3 separate regions of the Mus musculus genome follow, and all the other regions are linked to region 1. The links are chromatin contacts, called in public HiChIP or PLAC-seq and promoter capture Hi-C maps. All regions are on one chromosome and are shown on one strand. Each heading gives the region's core, a stretch centred on a gene start, on an enhancer-like site or on the middle of the called end of the contact. The rest is flanking DNA. Distances are from core to core; before and after follow the strand shown.

Evidence for each region. HiChIP or PLAC-seq counts read pairs in DNA pulled down with a chosen protein or histone mark. Capture Hi-C pulls out chosen DNA fragments and counts their contacts.
Region 2: a promoter capture Hi-C map of pancreatic islet shows a contact between it and region 1. The contact joins the promoter of Fam53a here to the promoter of Fgfr3 in region 1. A contact is called at or near these places in 1 of 15 datasets of contacts at CTCF or cohesin (the NIH/3T3 cell line), 16 of 484 Hi-C or Micro-C datasets (the HL-1 cell line, the HPC-7 cell line, LSK cells and 8 more), 7 of 115 datasets of contacts at active chromatin or transcription factors (embryonic stem cells, fibro-adipogenic progenitors, intestinal villus epithelium and 2 more) and 4 of 9 other capture datasets (adipose tissue, embryonic stem cells, liver and 1 more).
Region 3: a contact with region 1 is called in an H3K27ac HiChIP or PLAC-seq map of extraembryonic endoderm stem cells. The contact joins the enhancer-like site here to the promoter of Fgfr3 in region 1. A contact is called at or near these places in 2 of 39 promoter capture datasets (embryonic stem cells and neural stem cells), 1 of 15 datasets of contacts at CTCF or cohesin (CD8 T cells), 9 of 484 Hi-C or Micro-C datasets (the HL-1 cell line, LSK cells, embryonic stem cells and 3 more), 9 of 115 datasets of contacts at active chromatin or transcription factors (the SCID.adh cell line, cardiomyocytes, effector CD8 T cells and 5 more) and 2 of 9 other capture datasets (adipose tissue and pancreatic islet).

The regions. Positions count from the first base shown.
Region 1 is chr5:33,720,189-33,724,473 of GRCm38.p6, forward strand. Fgfr3 (fibroblast growth factor receptor 3) reads left to right here and starts at 1,536. Exons shown (of 18, transcript NM_008010.5): 1 at 1,536-1,740; 2 at 2,118-2,323. The coding sequence starts at 2,221. RefSeq lists promoters at 1,381-2,221, 1,381-1,585 and enhancers at 1,741-2,117, 1,948-2,006.
Region 2 is chr5:33,627,109-33,631,537 of GRCm38.p6, forward strand. Fam53a (family with sequence similarity 53, member A) reads right to left here and starts at 2,527. Exons shown (of 6, transcript NM_178390.3): 1 at 2,229-2,527; 2 at 1,745-1,869. It also overlaps Gm9903.
Region 3 is chr5:33,814,166-33,818,537 of GRCm38.p6, forward strand. No RefSeq gene overlaps it. Among named protein-coding and RNA genes, the nearest start is that of Gm52782, 9.7 kb to the right of the region's middle. Within about 2 kb of position 2,401, at least 9 of the 459 cell types and tissues checked have an H3K27ac peak or open chromatin away from gene starts, as enhancers often do. A contact at or near this core is called in extraembryonic endoderm stem cells, where this site is marked.

The DNA.
Region 1 (4,285 bases), core at 286-2,785:
AGAGTCCTCTTTCCTGCATGTGTAGCCCATTGGAAAACAAGGTAGCTTGAGAGAGATGGTCTGTTGGGCCATGGGGTTCAGAGAACAACCAACACTGGCCTGAGATTCCTGACTGGGTATTTCTAACAAGGAGGTCATCTCAGAAATAAAGAAGTATTGCTGTTTGGATGGATGCTCAGCTCCCAGTTACAGAGTGTGGAGGGTTCTGATAAATCCTCCAGACGAAGGGCGTGGAAATAGGGGTCAGAGCTCACATTCTGGTTCATTTACTGATAACTAATCTGCCAATAGATTAGGGGAGAATGTCTGCTATGACCCCCTGGGGTGGCATCCTGGGAGAGGACCTGTGGGCAGCTGCCTGGGGGTGCCATGGGAACCCAGGACTGGATTCTAGCCAGTCTGCAGGGAGGGGTCCTTGGCCAGAGCAGGAGTAACAGTAGGCAGAGCTGCCCAGCTCTAGGGTGGACACACAGGGATGAGAGCATGAGGGTTCTGGGGCCAGGGCTTTCCCTGCTCAGCTATCTGGGAAAGATAAGGGTGATGAGTAAGCCAGTGAAAGGTGTTCGTAACCCACGAGCCATTCCCCCCCCCACCCCCCCCATGAGCAGTTTTAAGTTCTTCAAGCCACATACAGCCAGACTGGGCAGAAGCACTGAGCCAGGTCCCCATGTATCTGGCTCCCATAGGCTTCATCAGACCTTGTGGAACTTGTCTGAAAGTGAGACAAGGTTCCCTGCCTTGTGAGGGTAGAGAGGCCATCAGTCACAGGGTGGTTGCTGTTACAGAAGTTCTGCCAGGCAGGACCTACAGCTTGCCAGCATGATGGGGTGACCAGGCTGATCCTCCAGGGACCAGCTGTCATTGTGACACTCCCCAGATGGAATGTGTCCCACATGATGGGCGTGCTGTGCTAGGACATCCATAGGTTGGAGTTCAGGCAGCCTTAGGGTAGGGCAGGCTCCCCTGCTTTGTATCCCCAGCTCTTCTCGCTATTCCGAGAGGCTGGGTAAGTTTCTTCCAAAACCTGTGTGTTCTTGGGGAAGTGTGGACATCGTTCCTGAGCAGGATGCAGGCAGCTGGTTAGTTTGATAAATACAGCAGCGTGTCCGTCTTTTCTAGGGTGCAATCCCTGGGTCTTTCATCATGTAAACTCTGCTCCATCCTTCACTGGAAGACCTGTTCACACGTATTTGTATTTGTCTTCCTGGAACTGTCAGGCTTTGTACCTGAGGATTTAGTGCTCTTTGCACAGGGTTCATTCAGCTCAGGGGGCCAGTTCACTGTGAAGACGCCCTAACACCTAGACCCCCACCGAAGTCAACCTTCTGAGCCCTTGAGCACAGCTTTATTGGAGGGAGAAGCGTGCTGGTAGACAGTCCTGAGCTCGGCATTGCTTCAAGGGGTCGAGCGTGCGACCCTTGCCTCGCCTGCTCCGCCCCAGCTGGGCTCCCACGCCCTCTGGGACCGCCCGGCGCCCCCGCCTGACCACGCCTCTTCGGATCTCCCGCCCCCTGGCCGCCGGGGAAGGGGAGTGTTCGGGGCGTGGCGGGAGCACCCCCCAACCCCCGCCCGGGCTGCTGCGCGCCGGGCAGCCCCAGTTCAGTGCACTGTGGCAGCGGGGGTGGCGGGAGCAGCTGGCGCCGTGCGATCCACTCCGGCGGGGGGACTCAGTGGTGGGCGGCCGGCCACTGGGACAGAGGAGACCCTGGAAAAGCGGGCCGAGAGACGGAGCCGCGCGTGGTGAGTTGGGCTCTAGCGGCCGCCAGGTTAGTGTGAAGGACTCGGCTGGCACTCGGAGGTTCCGGGCGGGCTCAGAAGCAGTCAGGGGGTGAGATATGCGGGAAGTGGAGCGGTTCGTAAGTGCGGCGAGGCCGGGGCAAGGCGCGGGCTTCCCGCTCTGGAAAGTTTGCGGCTACTGCCTCCGTCCTGGGAGGGCTCTGCGGCAACCAGGGAGGGAAGGAGGAGGGAGGAACCGCGGCTGGGAGGAGGCGGCCGGCGCCAGGCAGCCCGGGAGAGAGCTAGGAGTCGGCGGGCGGGGCGGCCGGGGGTCGGGGTTCAGGAGCGAGGCCGCGCTTCCCCGCTGCCCTCCGGAGTAACTCAGTGCTCTCCTCCTGTAGTCTCCACAGAGGCGTTCTCCCACCGGCGCCGGAGCCGGGCGTGGGGGGTTGCAGCATGCCCGCGCGCGCTGCTTGAGGACGCCGCGGCCCCCGCTCTGGAGCCATGGTAGTCCCGGCCTGCGTGCTAGTGTTCTGCGTGGCGGTCGTGGCTGGAGCTACTTCCGAGCCTCCTGGTCCAGAGCAGCGAGTTGTGCGGAGAGCGGCAGGTAAGGACTGACCCAAGGTGTTCTTCTGGGGGCCGGCCCTGAATCACAGGGGCTTTGGCAATGGTGAACAGCCCTTGGGTGAGGAAGGGGCGTCGGGTTGATTAGCACCACAGGGGCTAGTGCGCCGAGGTTTGTCCCCTGCCCCGCAGATCGCTGTCAGCTCGGACGCGGCAGTTTATAGGGGTGTCTGTAGGCTGGGAGCCACCACCCAAGTGCGAGGCGTCACGTGGACCGGTGCCCGTGACGGTGGTCCCAGGCAGAGGGGCGTTGGGAAGGCGCGCGAGCTGACTTCCCACGATTCCTATTGTTGCTTCTCGAATTTGAGAGGAGGAAAAATGCCTGTTATTGATTCAGCCGTTCTCCCGGAACAGTTCTTCCTCTGCTTCAGCTAAAGGAAGGCTGGACGTTGCGGGGTGGATAGTAGTATCCCAGCCAAAGCTCAGCTTCAGGGTTTCGCATGACAAGGTGACAGCTTCAGTGCGGCTGCTCCCCTCTTATCCTGTAGGCGGCCTGAGGGGTCGGTTCCCAGGGGCGCGCACAGACTGCCCTTCAGGCCGCACGCTGGGAGATGAGGGGCGGTTGTCCCAGGATCTTGGCGCCGCCTAGGTAGTCCCGCTGGCCACCAAAGTCCGATGGGACACTTGAATGCCCTCAAACGGGGCCCGGAGGCCAAGGATGCGAAAGGGAGCCACGGTCCGCTCTGCGTCCCTTGGTTGCCCGGAGGTGCGACGCGCGCGGCCCCCGGCTGTGCCCGGTGGCAGCGTGGCAAAGCAGAGCAGCGGTCTGGCGGGAGGCCGCGCGAAGGGAGGCTTTCGCTCGGTAAGTTGTCGCCCCACCCGAGCTGAGGCCCGAACAGCCGCTCCTTTGTACCTCGGCGGCCACAAACCGCGCATTGATGGCGGCGCGGCCTCTCGGGGAGGTGCGAGTGCGGCGGGCGCAGCGGGAGGAGGCAGATGGCGGTGTGCCCCTCCCGGCGCCCCCGCGCCCCTCTCTCCAGCGGCTGCAGCCTCCTGGAACAATGTCATTTTCTTTCTTTCTTTCTTTCTTTCTTTTTTTTTATGAATGAAAGTGGGCCGGGAACTTGAATGTGCGTGTCTTTCAGCGGCGTGACAGAGGCGGTCGGGAGGTCAGCGCGCGCTTTTAGCGCCTGCTAGGACTGCCCTGCTTCCCGGGTGCCGAATGGCCCGCGAGGAGACCACATTAGCATGTGTATTCAGATGAAGATATTACTTCTTGCGTCGGGTGTCAGTGAGCTCGGGTAGGGGCGGCGGGGCGGAGCGCACACCCTCTCTGTGCCTCAGGCAGTGACGGTGGCCTCCTGGCACGACCCTGCTGCGGGAACCGAAGCTGAGCCGGGCCGCCCGGGATCGGTGGGATCGCCCGCCCCTCGCTTCTGCGTTTGAGCTTGTGAGACAGGTAGGGAATTGATAGGCCAATAAACTTAATCCGGTTCCTTAACGAGATGGGCCGGGCTGTAAAAATACAAAGACCTGGTGAAGTTTACAGAGGTCCGGGCTGGCGCTTTCCCTAGGAACATAAATTACCAAGCAGGAGCTGGCTGGGGTCAAGGGCTGTGCGGCGGGGCTAGGTACCGGCCTAACCTGGCCACCCTTGGTGAGGCAAGCCCTGCTGGTGTGCTTAGTGTGGGAGACAGTAACCCTTAGGGGATCCAGAAGTTGACCCCCAGGCCGGCTTGCAGAAGCAGGGCCTTCCACCTTCCTTGTCTCCCCCCAACCCTACCTTGCTTGCAAGGCTGGACTTTGAGCCCTGCTGGCCCTCCCAGTGGTTCATTAACCTGGGCTGATCTTAGACCCTGAAGCTTTGGCTCCTATGCTGAGCCTAGAATCCCCTTGTCCTCCAGGTCTCAGGTTTTACTTGGGACCTGGAACTCTCCCCCCACCCCCTTTTGTAGTTGGGCCTAGAAGGAAAACTAGTTACCCAGGGTGTGTTAGGGGGTAGATG
Region 2 (4,429 bases), core at 1,277-3,776, 92 kb before region 1:
TTACAATTTCCAGGTCAGCCTGTGCTACATTGGGATACCAAGTCTCAAAAACACTAAGGTTTTTTGTTTGGTTTTGTTTTGTTGAGACAGCGATTCTTTGTCTAACCCTGGCTGTCCTGGAATTCACTCTGTATACCAGGTTAGACTTGAACTCACAGAAATCTCTCTTTGCCTGCTTTTTCCTCCCAAGTGCTGGCATTGAAGGTGTCTGCCATCACCACCTGGGAAGTAAAGGATTGCTTAATTTAAAAAAATTTTTAAGTGTTTCCAAAGCACAAATGGAAAATACCTAAGGATTTACTTTAAATCAATAAAATCATGTTCATTCTCAGACTGGAGTTCTTGATATTCCTGAACCCTGAGTGCTCGAGTGTGTGTGTGTGTGTGTGTGTGTGTGTGTGTGTGTGTGTCTATATAATCTCTATAACTAGAAGTTGGAAGTACAACTACTTTTAAAAAAAAGGAAGCTGGGCAGTGATGGTCCACACCTCTAGTCCCAGCACCGCAGAGGCAGGGGTAGATGGTTCTCAGAGAAACCATGTCCTGAAGAACAGAAAAAGAAAAAGAAAGAGAAAGAGAAAGAGAAAGAGAAAGAGAAAGAGAAAAAGAAAGGGAAAAGAAAAAGAAAAAGAAAAAGAAAAAGAAAAAGAAAAAGAAAAAGAAAAAGAAAAAGAAAGGGAAAAGAAGATTGTTTGGGCTACAGGGTTAGCTCACTGGTTAAGAGCACTGGCTACTCTTGCGGAGGACTGTATTAGATCCCTCGGAACTACATGATGGCTCATAAACTCCTGTAACTCCAGTCCTATGGGACCACCACTCTCTTCCCTCCTCCAAGGACACCAAGCATGCACGTGATGAAGACACACAATCAGGCAAAACAGTCACCCACACCCATGAAACAAGTGTTTTAATTTAAAAAGGAAAAAAAAAAAAAGGATTGTTCAGCATCTTCTGTCTCAAGAGTAGCAACTAAAATTCTCTCTTTTACGGTTGCCAAATCCAACCTAGGGGAAGATCTGAAAGGCCATGTGACTTGGTATGGCTCCAGTCCAAGCCACAAGCTCACACACCAGAGGAAAAAGTTCCAGAACCAAGATCTAAGCTCCAGGGACAGCAAGCAGAATCATTTATCAGGCCATGAGAAGGGACCGGGCTTGCTATGCTCACTAAACAAAGAGACGTAAAGAGGAGAACAGGTGCCAGAGGAGTCATCAGAAAGAACGACCAACCACTAACCAAAACAGCAAAGTCCATCTACTCTTCCTAATCAATTTCAATTTCCACCTTGGCGTAATATTCAGAATTTGGAAAAACTATCCTCGGTCCTACCTTGTTCTGAGATGCTGAACTTCCCTTCCAAGACCCACTTTCCTAAGATGACCAAATATGTATTTGAAGCAGCAGCATCAGTGAGCACAAGTCAAATTTCTTAATGTAAAAACTAAAGTACACCTTTCAAGTCAAACTAGTCCATCTTCAAAATTCTCAGAGCTGAAACATCATTATAAACTTAAGTAGTGGGGCTGGAGGGTTAGAATAAGCTTAGATTCATACTTAAAGATATATCTAATGATTAAATACCTTGAAGTGCAAAAAATTAAAGTGATTTTAATTTGGAGTGATAGATCACAGATCTGTAATTAAGACTAATGTACAAAGGCAATAGCATTCGGAGCGGTAAAATACATTGTGAACATCGCACATCCCATCCTCCACACAGGAAGTCTTAAAGGGACTTACACACCCTCAGTCTACGCAGGAAAGTGGCTTCGGAATAGACTTCCAAGTCACCTTCCACAGGTCGTTGGGGAGGATCTGCTCTTGGGATTCCCTTAAGGGACCATCATATCTCGTCAAACTTCCTGCTTCCTGAATACAAAATAACAATCACTGAGTCTCAACAACAGCGGGTTCACGGGCCCACGGACTCAGCATGGCGACAACAGGTCTCAAAGTCGACATGAAAAGTGATTCAACAAGTGGCAGCGCGCCCCAGGCGCAGCGGGCAGGCCTTACCGCCTGGCGTGCAGGAGCGCGCACAACAGAATGCTTGGGGCCTGGCCTAATTGGAGGGGTCCCCGGACTCGCCACGAGTTCGGGGAGCTGGGGCCCAGGGGACTCTAGGGAGCTGGGGCCCAGGGTTCTTTCAGATGCTGGGTCCCCGAGGACCTTAGGATGTCGGGGACACGGGACACGAGGACAGTGCTGGGCCCGGGGCGCGCGGGGACCTTAAGGTGCTGAGACGCCGGCTGGCCCTAGAGGGTGTTCCGCGCGCTGTGCCGATGCACCCGGCTCTCGACGTGCGGCTGCGCGGCGCCGGCCGACGTACGGAGACTCCGGGATCGCAGCGCAAGGACACGGCGTTGCGGTGGCTGGAGCTCTTAGCGATGAGCAGGCGAACGACGGCGCAGAGCACTCTCCGCGAGGCGAGTGAGCACCGAGCTCCGTAGCTGGGGCAGGGCGCCGGCCGCGCAGGCCGCGCTCCGCGCATGGGGACGGTGAGCCTCAGTCACCGCGGAACAAAACCGCAGCCGACGCCCCGCCCCCTCCGGACGCCCTCATTGGTCGCCGCGCCGCTACCACCGCCCCGAGCCGTCAGCCGTCCGCTCGCGCACCCGCCCGCGGAAGCCGCCGCAAGCAATCAACCCTCAGCCGCACCGCTAGGCGGGCGACGTCACTGCCCGGCGTGTTGTGGGTGTGGCCTCGTGACGCCCCGCCCCCGTTTCCTCTCACTTCCCTCCTACGGGTACCGTGCGCCGCTGCTGGCCCCGCCCCCCTGTGCGAGCTGGCCCGCGCCGGGTGTGACGTTAACCTTCGGGTGTCCGCGGGGCATCGAAGGCCGGTAGTGGTACCTATAGGCTCCCGGATTCCAAAGTCCGATGTGACCACCTTCATCTCCCTGCCTTTTTTCTTTTTCTTTCTTTCTTTTATAGCAAAATCTCAGTATGAAGCTCGGACTGTAGACAAGGATGGCTTCGAACTCCTAGAGATCCTTCTGCCTCTGTCTTCCGAGCCCTGGAATTAAAGACAGGCGCCACCAATGCCCAGCTTCTCCTGTCCTTTGCTGGTAATGTGCCTTTGGGCAGGACCCTTCCCTTTGGGAGTCTCATTTCTGGACCTACCGTGTGACTGGAAGGCACTTTTGTGCATTGGGTACCGGTGCTGTGAAGGAAAGCTGCTCTGCAGGTGGGTGTGACTGGGGTGGAGCACTTCTCAGGGTGCTAGAGGCCAGGCGCAGCAAAATGAAACCGCCTGCCGACTTGGCTAGGAATAGGCTGCAATTTCACAAGCCTGTAATCCCTAGACAACCTTGTTCCCAAACAACAAAAAGTAATTTTAAAAAATGTTGCAGGGTTAGGTACAGCTACTTGATGTAGAAAATGGAATAGTTCTCATCTGGAATAAGACCTAAAAAGGAAGACATTAGAAAGCCACTGGGTATTCCTGGGGCACACCAGAAGTCTGGGCCCTGGCCACCACGTTATGGGTCTGGTAAATCCAGTTCTGTACAGGCTCAGAGGCCCAGCCAAGGGAGGCCAAGATCAACTAGAATGAGTGCCCTCACCTGCTGCATCACCTGCGACAGACCTTTCATTTCCTCCTCCAGGTTTCTTGAGGACAGGGGACTTGCGACCTGGATCACAGCAGGCAGGAGCCAGATAAGGACTGAGACATCTGGCAGGCACCTGTGCCTAAGAGGAACTCTGCCCAGAACAGTCCTCAACCACACTCTCCCTGGGCAGATCTGGACCAATGGTGGCCTTCTCAAATCACCACGGTCACCTTGTGTTTCCCAAGCCCTGCAGCTGATTAAGTTACATACGCCACACAGCTCAGCTGTATTTGAGTAATTCCTAAAGGCTTTCAGTGTGTGCCCTTTTAGGGTAATTTTCAGGGAGTTGATGAATTCACATAAAACCAGAAAGTATTTCAAACTCTCCCACAGATCAGATTGCAGAGAATGGCTTGCAAGCCAGCTGTGGGATTTCACCCAATGTCTGATAGTCCCACATAAACCACACTGGTGATGCTGAGGACAGGTGCCAGTATCAGTGTTTATCATGTCCCAAAGGTAACCAGCCAAGGGAAGATATTAAAATCATCCTTGGTTCACAGTTAGGCTGCTACTCCACCAAGGGGCCATTTTCCCTCCATGACAAAGAATAGCAATGTCACCAGCCTGTCTCCTCAATGCTTGCCTCCATCTCCCTGAGAATGTTATGTGTACCTCAGTGGGCCATGTGAAGGGGAAAGACAGTGATGGCCTAACTCCAAACCTCCACTACTCAGTGGTATACTACTACAAGCATGGGGACAGCCCGGACGACTCTAGTACATGAGTTTGCTGGTGCAGTTTCAACAATGGGTGCCAGAGGAACACACCTTAACTCACCCCAGCAGACCCTAGCTCACTTTGGTCCACAACAGC
Region 3 (4,372 bases), core at 1,151-3,650, 95 kb after region 1:
GACTGGGAGGGGAAGAGGGGCTTACATTGGTATATAAATTGAATAAATAAATTAATGGAAAACATGGATGCTCCTGGGCCAGCAAGATGGCACAGTGGATACAGTGTCTGCTGCTAAGACTGATGACCTAAATTCTGTCTAGGGAACTCACGGTTTACAGAGAACTGACTTCTACAAGATGTCCTTTGACCACCATATGAATTCTGTGACGCGTGTGCACACTCTTACACATGCTAAATAAATATAATTTTTATATTATTATTATTATTTTGAGGCAGGTCTCTCTCTCTATTCCTGGCTGTCCTGGAACTCAGTATGTAGACCATACTGGCCTTGAGCTCATGAAGATTCTCCATCTTTATTGTTGTTTTGAGATAATGTTTCTCTATGTAGCCTTGGCTGTCCTATAACCCAGTCACTCTGTAGACTATGAACTCACAGTGAACTGTCTACCTTTGTCTCCTGAGGGCTGGGATTAACATACCACCACTGCCTGGCTACTTTGATTATTTTCAGTTATGTTTATGTGTGTCTCTGTACCTTGAAGGCAGAGGTGTTAGGTTCTCCAGTAAGTTTCAGACAGTCGTGAGCTGCCTGACGTGGGTGTTGGGAACTGAACTTAGGTCCTCAGCAAGAGTAGTATGTGACTTAGCCACTGTGCCATCTCTCCATCCCCATAAACACATTTAAGAGAGAAGAGCTGGGTGGTGGTGATGCTTAGTCTTTAACCCCAGCACTTGAGGAACTGAGGCACGTGGATCTCTGCATTCCAGTCTAACCTGGTCTACTGAGTACGTTCCAGACCAGCCAAGGCTTCATAGTGAGACCCTGTCTTAAAAGACAAACCAAGGGCCAAGAGAGATCAATGGATAAAGGTACCTGAGCACCAGAGTTCCCGGGACCCAAATAGAAGGGATGATTGCCTCCTTCTACTTGTCCTCTGACCTCCTCCTCATGCTCGCCATAGTGTACATGCACACACACGCACACTCGCACTGAATATAATGTAATAAAATATAAAACACAACAAAAATGAAACTAACCAAACAAGAGCAACACAGGAATCTGCCCTGGATGGGGTAGGGGAGGGGCAGGCTGGGTGATCTGAATCACTATCCACAGGCCAGCCATCTCAATTTTTGGACTCAATGTTTGAAGCTACTCATTAGTCTGGAAAAATGTGGCTCACAGCACATAGATTAGGAGGGGCTTAGTTATCTTCCTTCTGCTAGTATGGATTTTAACTCCCTGTCATTTTCTTTCTTTCTTTCTTTCTTTCTTTCTTTCTTTCTTTCTTTCTTTCTTTCTTTCTTTTCTTTTGGTTTTTCGAGACAGGGTTTCTCTGTGTAGCCCTGGCTGTCCTGGAACTCACTCTGTAGACCAGGCTGGCCTGGAACTCAAAAATCTGCCTGCCTCTGCCTCAAGAAGTGCAAGCTGGGCGCGGTGGTGCACACCTTTGATCCCAGCACTTGGGAGGCTGAGGCGGCGAATTTCTGAGTTTGAGGCCAGCCTGGTCTACAAAGTGGGTTCCAGGACAGCCAGGGCTACACAGAGAAACCCTGTCTCAAACAAACAAACAAACAAACAAAAACAAACAAACAAACAAACAAAAAAAGAAGTGCTATTTTAGCATTGAACTCCATTTCTTTTTTTTTTAAATTAATTTATTTATTTTATGTAAGTACACTGTAGCTGTCTTCAGACACCCCAGAAGAGGGCATCAGATCTCATTACAGATAGTTGTGAGCCACCATGTGGTTGCTGGGATTTGAACTCAAGACCTCTAGAAGAGCAGTCACCAGCCCTGAACTCCATTTCTTAAGCAAAACAGACTGAGTGGGCAGTGCTGGTCCCAGGCCCTGCTCTGATTTGATCCTTGAGCTTGTGGCAATTCTGTGGACAGAGCAGGGGAGCTAGGCCCAGGCTCCCTTCTTTGAAGTAATCCAACACTGCAAAATCAAACAGTGAGTGGGCCGCGGGGAATGCCCACACACAGTTTGACCTGAAAGAACTGTTCTTCACTCTCTCAAAGGGTGTGGCCAGGTGATGGGTGGAGCAGACCATAAATGGTAATGCCTGAAATCGGTGGAACCCCTGTGGTGGGACCTGTGTAGGAGACTGATTCATTAGCACGGCTAGAGCTGTTCCCTTAAGGTCCCCACTTATCCTTAAGTTGTTCTTGTGGCTTGGTGGGTGTCCTCACATCTCATAGGCCTTTCTCCATTATTCCTTAACCAAACTGAAGGAGTTTGCTGCTTGGCCTGTCTGTGCCCTACACTGTTCAGGCCACGTGCTTGAGAAAAGTGAGCATACTTTGTGTGTCTGGGATGGCACATACCAGACCCTTCTTCTAGTAAGAACAGGCAGGCAAGAGTTAGAGCTTGCGGGGTGTGGCCCTTATCTGTCACCCTTTCCTCTGGGGCCTAGAGAAACAATACTGATTATGGCCACAACTCTACAGAGTCCCAACATCCTGACTAACCATGGGTTTGAATTGTGTAATTGTGTTCCTTCAAAGGTATTTTCAATAATTAACCAGGGAACCTGTCATTGTGACCTTACTTGGAAATTAAGGCCCTGGCAGATGTAGGCTACTGTAGTCATCAGAAGAAAAATCAGAATCAGGGATAGACAGACTAGAAAAGGCCGCATGAAAACACAAGCAGAGGTCATGATGTTCACAGGAGCTGCAGATTGTAGGTAACCACCAGGTAGCTGGGAAGCAGCAGGAAAGCCCCACCCAGGTTCTGGAGCTCCATCCTTACAATTGTAAACCACTAACTTTCAGTTGTGCAGTCTAAGAAACCAACAATGAGGAAACCAGCTGTCTAAATCCAAAGGTAAAACTACCTGAAGATGAACACCTAGAGCGGGGATCCAGCTAAGACTAGAAGGGTATCACAGAAGACTTTGGGGACAGGCCTGCTGGGCTTATCTGTGATCTCAGCCCTGGAATGTGTGAGCGCTAGAGGCCAGCCTAGGCTACATAGTGAGACTGTCTTCAAACAAAACAAGTGAGCAAATGAAAAGGAAGGAGGACTGCACAGGACTGGAGTTTGATTTCCAGCACCCACATGATGGTCCTCAACCATCTTAACTCTATTTCTACACAACCTCTTCTGACTTCTGCAGGTACCAGGCATGCACATGGCACAATTACATACAGGCAGGCAAAGCAGTCATATGTGTAAAATTAAAAAATAAAAATAAACAGCGAGAGAGATGGCTGAGTGGTTAAGATTGTATATAGCTCTTACAGAAGACCTCAGTTGAGTTCTCCGCACCCACAACAGGTGGCTGAGAGCAGCCCATGACTCCAGCTTTAGATGCCAGAACCTCCGGCCTCCTCTGGCACCTGCACTCTTATATAGATACCCATACGCGTACACATAAAATATTTTTTTTTCCTCAAGACAGAATTTTTCTATGTTGACAGCCTTGGGTCTCCTGGAACAAGCACTGAAGACCAGGCCGGCCTTAAACTCACAGAAACTTGCTTGTCCCTGCTTCCCAAATGTTGGGGTTGAAGGCATGTACCGCTATAACCTATTAAGAATAAAATAAATCTTTTTTTAAAAATTAGAACAAAAAGTAGTCTCTCACCTAAGAGCTGGAAGAAGGTGTAGTTTTTCTGAACGATACCCAGTGTTGGATGTTGGCTGTCTCAAGAGCTCTGATGGGTTATCACCCTAGGGAGTGTCCTTGGTGAAAGATGGGGTCTATAGCTGTTCTGGGCTGGTGGTTTGTACCTGGAAGTAACAACTGGACCCCAGTGACAGATACCTTAGGCCTCTGAGTCAGGGCTTGTGAGAAGAGGGTTCTTAACCACATCTTTGTCCTGTGTAGTTTTTATCTGATAGGGACCCTAGGTAAATAGAAAAGCCTTGCAGTGCTGCCCAAGAATCCAAGATCATTCCTAGGGAATTCCAGTGGCCTTTGCCTGGGTGGGACCTCAGCTGGAGGCCTGGGGAAGTCACTCTTGGGTTTGGAAAGCAGAATGACCGGTTCTGGGGAGTTTGGGAGTAGGAGGTCCTTCGTGGTTCTGCCTTGGTTCCGGGCCTTTCCCCAAGCCCCTCTTTGGAGACCGGGGCCACCTAGGGCATGGGAGGAGGGGCAGCCCAAGCTGCATTTCCACTTGGAAGCCCTCTTTATTTGGCCTGGGACAGAGAAAGACTGGGGTCAGAGTGCACACATCTCCATGGAAACAGCAATGAGCCTGGCCCCTAGGGGACCCTAGGCATAGTAGGGGGTCTCAGGTTTTTTTTTTTTTTTTTTTTTTTTTTTTTTTTTTTTTTTTTTTTTTTTTTGACGAAGGGGCCTGGGCCTATCTTTGGCAGCAGCTTTTACAAAGTTCCATGAGGCCTGGAGAAGC